Linked DNA regions of Hordeum vulgare: regions 2 and 3 are each linked to region 1. Evidence: chromatin contacts called from public Hi-C data. All regions are on one chromosome and are shown on one strand. Each heading gives the region's core, a stretch centred on a gene start, on an enhancer-like site or on the middle of the called end of the contact. The rest is flanking DNA. Distances are from core to core; before and after follow the strand shown.

Region 1 (2,513 bases), core at 9-2,508:
TTTTTGAAAAGAAAAAAGTGCCATTCTCACACAACTTTCGGAAGCAGCCTTGGTCCAAGATTGTTACAGTGGAAAAGATAAACAACTATAAGTATCCTAGTATTGCCAAGAAAATATTCTAGTGCAGAGCTTCCCAGTTCCACGATATTCAAATGATTGAAGGCCACAGAGTTACAAACATTGAGAATGCCCTACTACTGCGCATAAAATTAGGAAAAATCACATCCGAATGAATCTAAGATTAACCACATGGTTCACATCAAACAAGAATGTAAATGATGCAACATAAAGAGAAACGGTCAGAGATGAATGTTTACAGACCTCTGAACCTTCGGGGCTATATCAGCAACAAAACCAGGAGGCCCTACGAAGTCAAGAAGGTAAACATCTTCGATTTCATCAAACGGAAGACCATCGCTCCTGCAAGAAGAAACCCATAACTATAAGATCAAGGTTATAACAGGAGAAACACAAGATCGTCGTTTTTCTTAGGTACAAGATCGTCGTTTTGGATCTAGTCTGCCAAGGCTTGTATAGCATGACAATAAAAGCGCGAATGAGTTCTGGGTGATATTTCCGACCCATTCCAATCAGCCACGACTAATGATGTATTGAAATCCAAAGGAAGATACTCCGTCCAGTTCAGACCATGCTCAACTTTGTCTCGAGAAGAAGATTTTATGACTCCAGGCCTCCAGAGCATGGGTCATTATTATGTGAAATAAAGTTTCTAACTTGAGATGATTATTTTGGACGGAATACAGATTGCACAAAAAATTGGCATGCATTTAGCTTAAATGAACGAAATAACGACGCCAGGATTTGTCAAACTGAAACTACACCTGAACACTGCAAAGGCAACGCCCTGTAAAAACTTACTACTAAAACTGTCAAAGTGAGCACCTGAAAAGCGCGTGATTCGCACAGATTTGGTATCGTGCATTGATCTTATGGTGGGTCAGGTCTGAAGTTCGGAGAGACTACCTGATGGGGTCGTAGACGGTGTTGGGGAAGAATCGGACGGGGAGGGCCGCGGCGGAGAAGTAGAGGTGAGCGGCGAGCGCGGCGAATGCGCCGTCCGGGCACGGGTAGTGGTACAGCACGGCCGATGCCTTCCTCGCGGTGCCCGCCATATGTGTTACGGGCTTGCGGCGCCGAGGGGGGATGGCGAGAGGAAGCGGCGCGGCTGGGGCGGCGGACGGGTGCGTGGGTTTCCTGGTTTTGCGGTTTTGGGAGCTGTAGATGGGTTCGGCACCTCGGCTCAGGTGCCCGTGTAAGTGTGTTTGGTAACATTCTCATGGTGTGTTTCATAACATTTTCAATCTAGCATGGTTTTTTTATCGGAAATATGGAGAGTTTTATTTAATAGATGCATCGACAAAATCTGTCATCAGGCTGGTTACAAGAAAACTAGGCTTCAAATCAAACCAGCAGTCCGTCAAATCTAAAATGCTTGCTTGCTTTGCACAAAGATGGACAGAGGTGTTTATTGATCTATTACACTGTTGAATAACAAAAGATGTAAAAAAAAACTACGCAAATTCCAGAGGTGGACCAACTCCAGACAATTTGTTTTCATGACAACCTTGGAATGGCCTCTCAACCTCGCAAAGAAGGCCTCGTCTCGTAGCGCAAGTGTTTCCGCTGTAAGTGGGTCTGTGACCCTGCTGTAAGGCTTGCACCAAGGAGCCACAAACCATTGGTGAGTTCTGGCAACTTCTCCTCCACCGTCCCGTTCAGCCTACATAGCTATGTTGTCGTCGGTGTTGATCTTTACTTCATCATTTTCTGATGGGCGCCAACCATGCCCACGAAGAACTCGAGCATGCTTGCGAGGAATATCGAGGAAAGCTAGTGCATGTCGCGTCATGATCAAAGACTGAAATGGGTTTGTTGCTCCTTTATCATGTGCGAGGTTGTTGTGGAAAGTCCAAATAGCCCATATAAGGGAGACCAAATTTGCCCTATCAAGCCCAAGTGAATTGAGGATCACATAGAATGTCCTTCTTCCAAGTCAGAGGATGTAAGTATGGCCGCTTGATATCCAATCATTCTGCCGTTGCGTTCCAAAACTTCATCGCATGGGAGCAATGATACGTCTCCAACGTATCTATATTTTTTTATTGTTCCATGCTATTATATTATCTGTTTTGGATGTTTTATATGCATTAATATGCTATTTTATATTATTTGGGGGACTAACCTATTAATCTAGAGCCTAGTGCCAGTTTCTGTTTTTTTCCATGTTTTTGAATATTGCACATAAGGAATATTAAACGGAGTCCAAACGGAACAAAATCTCCGAAAAGATTTTTCTTGGACCAAAAGACACCTAAGAGACTTTTAGTAGGGGGCAGGGCACCTGCCGGGAGGCCACAAGCCTGTAGGGCGCGCCCTAGGGGGTGGTCGCGCCCCCTGGCTTGTGGGTCCACTACACGCTCCTAACCCTATTCTTTAGCCTATAAATTCCCAAATATCCCCGTATCGCCAAAAAGAGCCATGCAGATACTATT
Region 2 (2,513 bases), core at 10-2,509, 250 kb after region 1:
TGATGTCGGGCAAGATCAACTTTAGTCTATTAGCCACAATTTTGGAAGCAATTTTGTATAGCACATTGCACAAACTAATCGGTTTGAATTGTGTAAGGAGGGTTGGGTTCATTACCTTTGGTACTAAAACCAAAAATGTATCATTGATGCATTCCGCACTTTCTTCCCCCTTGACAATTCTTAACACCGCCTTAGATATTTCTTCCCCGCACACATCCCAATGACTGTGATAAAAGTGTGCGGGGAAGCCATCCGGCCATGGCGACTTTAAAGGAAACATTTGAAACAGGGCCACTTTCACCTCTTCGTTAGTATATGGAGCACATAGAATGCCATTCATATCAGCTGTGACTTTTCGCGGTACATGTTCCAGAACTTGCTCCATGCCTGATACACCCTCCGAGGTATAAAGATCTTTATAGAAATTAGAGACAAGGATCTTCAGTTCGGTCGGGTCATCAATAGTAATTCCCAATGCATTGGACAGAGATTTGATCATGTTCTTCTTCCTTCTCATGCTCGCCCTTAGGTGGCAAAACTTTGTGTTCTTGTCGCCCGCTGCCAACCACTCAATTCTGGATCTTTGACGCCACAACATTTCCTCCCTATCATACAGCTCAAACAGTCGTTCATGAATTTTTTGCTCAGCGTGGGTGGGACTCAAGCGCCTGGGATCATCCCTTAACTTCCCCAAGTCATGTTTCAACCTTTTTATTTCAGTTCGCACAGAACCAAAGTTGTTCTTGTCCCAAATAGACAAGTTGTGTGCCAACAGCATAAGTTTGTGCCTCACATCCTCCATGCGACAGCTAGGTTTATCCAATGCCCACGCAGCTTGGATTTCATTCCCCAAACCATCATGAGATTCTCATGCTACTTCATACCTGAAAATTTTACTGCTACTTTTTGGCACGACAGGAACAGTGTTGAGTTCTAGATATATTGGGTTGTGATCTGAGGTAGCAGCCTCAAGGTGTGTCAAGCTAGCATTAGGGAACAGAGAACTCCACTCCGCTGAAGCTAGTGCTCGATCCAATCTTACCCTAGTAAACATTCCACCAGTAACCTTTTTCGAAAGTCCGAAATCTGCCTTTAAAACCCAGTCCATCAGCATGCACACATCCACCATGTCTCTGAAAGCTTGAGTGTGGGCATTGCTTCGCTGTCCCACTCCTTCATGTTCTGGATGGAGGACTTCATTGAAATCGCCTATGCAGAGCCATGGAAGAATACTTATAAGGAGCTTATGTTTTCTAAAGTATTCCACGTACGGTGACGTAAGTGAGTCTGAGCCTCTCCATACACTATTGCTATCCTCCACGGATCCCAGCTAGGGTCTTGAATCTCAACATCCACATGGTAGTCCGAGTAACCAAGAATTACTATTTTTATTGAATTATTCCAAAAAAGGCCTATGCCTCCACTCCTACCAACACTATCAATAGCGAAAGCATTATCAGAACCTATAGAACCTGCTAAACTCTCTACTCTTGTCTTGTCAATCTGAGTTTCTAAGATACATAGAATAGCAGGGGCATAGTTCTTCGCTAGATCGCGAAGTTCACGAACTATCGAGGCCTTGCCAACGCCTCGGTAGTTCCAGCAAAGGTAACTCATTGTGCCTAGCGGTGCTCCTCGCGGGAGCCCGCCGATAATGCAATTTTTTGTCCAGCAAAGTTGTCATCTCCATTCAAAACTTTCTTCGGCATCTTCCTGTCCTTGCGAGGTGACACGTAGACCGGGGGAGTGGAGGTATTCTCGCCGGGTTCCTCTCTGCCACAGCCAACTCCCCGCTAGGCATTGTCACGGTAGAAGCAGAACTCGGGGACACAGGCTGATCCTTATCCTTCGAACCCCTCTTGCTGGAGTGTTTGGCATCCAATTCATGCTTGGCACCCTCTGAGTGAGAAACGGCCACATGGGCAAGGCCATGTTGTGTAACTCCACCAGTATGAGCACGTCCAAGTTCTGTAGTATCCCCCATATTTTGCCCCGCTACCTTCCGTTGCGCTTTCCTTGCCTCTTGCCAACTCGTCGCGGGTGCGAGGTCCCAAGCCCTGATTCATGTCCACATGGTCTTCGGCCCCTTCTGATGCTCCGTTCGCATTGGCAGGCCCTCGACCTCTTGCTGGTACATAGCCGCGTCCTGAATCGCCTCCGTGTCCTCTGCCCCTTCCACCTCGGGACGGGACTCTACCCGTATGTTTGCTGAAAACTGCATCACACGTCCCTGAGCTATCATCCAGACACACCTTACAGAAGAAAGGAACTTTTTCATACTTGACAACAAGCATCCGGGTGCCCTCGCCTACAACTGTCAACTGATACTAAAGTAGTTGACCCATAGGTAGCGAGCGAGTAGGCCAACCCATTTAGCGCTCCCGATGCAGCAACAAGGTCGAGTCTAGCGATTAGGTAGGCTGGGTATTGTTTTTTTTAAAGGTAGGCTGGGTATTGTTGTGGCTTGGAAACCATAGCGACTTTTGCCTAGTGGGTTTTATGTTTTCCATCAT
Region 3 (2,513 bases), core at 4-2,503, 140 kb after region 1:
TTAATTAGACAAAGCGTTAATTAGATTGCAAATAATTAAAAGTAAGGAGTTTTACAATTAGACAAACATTAAATAACTAGGAAGAGAGTTAATTAGCCCTACAAATAACTAATTGGGTAGGCAGCTAATCATGCCAAATCAATTTGAAAGCGTTCACGGTGAAGATGACCAATAGGCTATCATTGACGTTAGCGACTGCAAGCATGCTCTTGGTGACATGGTCGACCAACGCTTGCCAACATGACAACGACCATCACATGCTAACGACATGGACGACCAAACCGTCAAGATGGTTCCGACTGTGCTTTGCGATAGGTCTACAAGATGATGGTTCCCAAAATGTTTAAGGCAATGCCAACATACCTCTTAGGATGAGGTTGACGGCCGCGATGATCAAACTCTGACGGTCGAGGGCTTCGACCATGTGTTCAAGGATGATGATGATGACTGAGGACAATCGGCCAGGCGTCATTGCTCTTTAAATATTATTTTATCCCGTAGCAATACACGAATATTTAGCTAATAGAGATGGGAGGAGGGACAAAAAAGACCAGATGAAACCAGAGGAAGGTGGGAGGAGAAAGAGAGAAAAAATATGGAACAGAATGTTAATTAATGTAATTTGGTGATGTAATATGAAAATAATAATTAATGTGATTGATGATTTATGACAAGGTTGATTAATTCAAATTTGATCTTTAAAGATTCATTAAAAAATAATCTTGATTGATTATTTGACATAAATACATTATAAATATAAGATGATGGGAGGGAAGACGGAAAAACCGGACAAAGGTGGGAGGGAAGACGGAAAAACCTTGAAAAAGAAGGTATCAAGCCCCCTTTAGGAGCAAAATGTGATTGAGCAATTTATGAAAAGATTAATTAATTCAGATTTGTTTTTTTTTGCGAAGAAATTCAGATTTGGTCTTAAAAGACTCATTAAAAAATAATCTTAATTGATTTTTTTAATACATTAGTAAATATAATATGATGGAAGGAGAGACGAAAAAAATATCATACGAAAGTGGAAGGTAAAACGAAAAAACCATGGAAAAAAGTTATCAACTCGAGATTATGATCGTCAATGGAATAAGGGAGTTGGATCATTTGTTCCCTTTCGATCTCAACAGTTTGGAGCTGTGTGCACCGTCCCCACCTGTGCACACCATCCCCGTGAAACTCTGAGGAAGATTCGTGGAGGATTAGGCCGGAGATTAACCATTTAAGCGGTAGCCCCAGGCCAACACCTGCTGTCCCGTCCCGCACGCTTGCCGACCCGGCCAAACCACGCCACAGCCGCAACGCACCAAAGCGCACTCGCTCGTTCGTACGCGCCCGGCGCCCCTATTTAACCACCGTCTCCTCCTCCAAGCCCTACGACAGCGAGCACCGTAAACCCTGCTCTCTACTCTCTAGTACCTCGTAGGCAAGCTTCCATATGGGTCCGAGAGTTCTTCTTGTCACGGCTATGGTGGCCGCGGCCGTGGCGGCGGCGGGGGCGGACGTCGCGGCGGACCGGGCGGAATGCTCGGACAAGCTGGTGGCGCTGGCGACGTGCCTGACATTCGTGCAGGGGCAGGGGCAGGCGCCGACGCCGGACTGCTGCGGGGGCCTGAAGACGGTGCTGCAGACCAGCCCCAAGTGCCTGTGCGTGCTCGTCAAGGACCGCGACGATCCCGGTCTCGACTTGAAGCTCAACGTCACCAGGGCGCTCGGCCTCCCCGCCGCCTGCAGCGCCCCGGCAAACATCTCCGACTGCCCAAGTACGTCCTCCATCCCTAAAGCTTATGCACTAGTACCACACACTACTACCCAGTCTGGTCGATGGAGTTTCGTATCGACCTGTAGGTTCTGGCTTCCACGCACTTGGAATAATTATATGTGCAACTCAGATGCCAGAAGTCCACTATGTATGAAAGAATCTGGAACGATATGTATGGCAAGAGAAGTAACAGCTGCGTTCATGTTCATATGATGCATCTGGTTGATGTTAGTGGGATCATGTTGACGATTCTTCAGTTTCAAACGTTACCACCACCACTTAAAGCAGCACCCACATTAAGAAATGCTTGTAGAAACACCGCTTTCTAGGCCCGTAATTTCTGGTACGTGCTCGATCGCGACATGCTGGTAGCAACGTGTCAGAACATGAGGAGGGAAATATCTCGCCCACCGGGAGCGTCCAAATTAGCGGCCTGTCAGCATTTCCCTGTGCGGTCCGTGAATGATGTTGCCACACCCCTCACTAACGAATGGTATTATTATTTATGGCGCTGTGGGAAAGACTTGATCTCATTTTGTTTGCTGGTAACTAACGAAGTGCGCTCCTGTTGTGGATTCAACGTTTTACAGGGCTACTGCACCTGCCGCCCAATTCCAAGGACGCACAGGTCTTCGAGCAGTTTGCCAAGCAGCAGGCGGCCCAGAGCAGCCCAAGTGAGTTATTCTCCTCCTGCTAATTGTTTTATTATTACAAGGATTTAGTGGTTCATTAGTAACAATAATAAAAT

What was found. Hi-C and Micro-C count contacts between places; a contact is called where the count stands out from the background.
Region 2: a contact with region 1 is called in a Hi-C map of seedling, with 3 times the contacts expected there. The contact joins the enhancer-like site here to the promoter of LOC123403293 in region 1. A contact is called at or near these places in 2 of 6 Hi-C or Micro-C datasets (leaf and seedling).
Region 3: a Hi-C map of seedling shows a contact between it and region 1, with 2.2 times the contacts expected there. The contact joins the promoter of LOC123404408 here to the promoter of LOC123403293 in region 1. A contact is called at or near these places in 2 of 6 Hi-C or Micro-C datasets (leaf and seedling) and 1 of 1 datasets of contacts at active chromatin or transcription factors (embryo).

Annotation. Positions count from the first base shown.
Region 1 is chr6H:446,581,976-446,584,488 of MorexV3_pseudomolecules_assembly, reverse strand. It overlaps LOC123403293, which reads right to left and starts at 1,258. Exons shown (of 7, transcript XM_045097245.1): 1 at 985-1,258; 2 at 322-420. The coding sequence starts at 1,133.
Region 2 is chr6H:446,329,292-446,331,804 of MorexV3_pseudomolecules_assembly, reverse strand. No RefSeq gene overlaps it. Among protein-coding and RNA genes, the nearest start is that of LOC123404408, 110 kb to the left of the region's middle. Within about 2 kb of position 1,259, at least 1 of the 3 cell types and tissues checked has open chromatin away from gene starts, as enhancers often do. A contact at or near this core is called in seedling, where this site is marked.
Region 3 is chr6H:446,437,949-446,440,461 of MorexV3_pseudomolecules_assembly, reverse strand. It overlaps LOC123404408 (non-specific lipid transfer protein GPI-anchored 14-like), which reads left to right and starts at 1,253. Exons shown (of 3, transcript XM_045098331.1): 1 at 1,253-1,766; 2 at 2,356-2,439. The coding sequence starts at 1,442.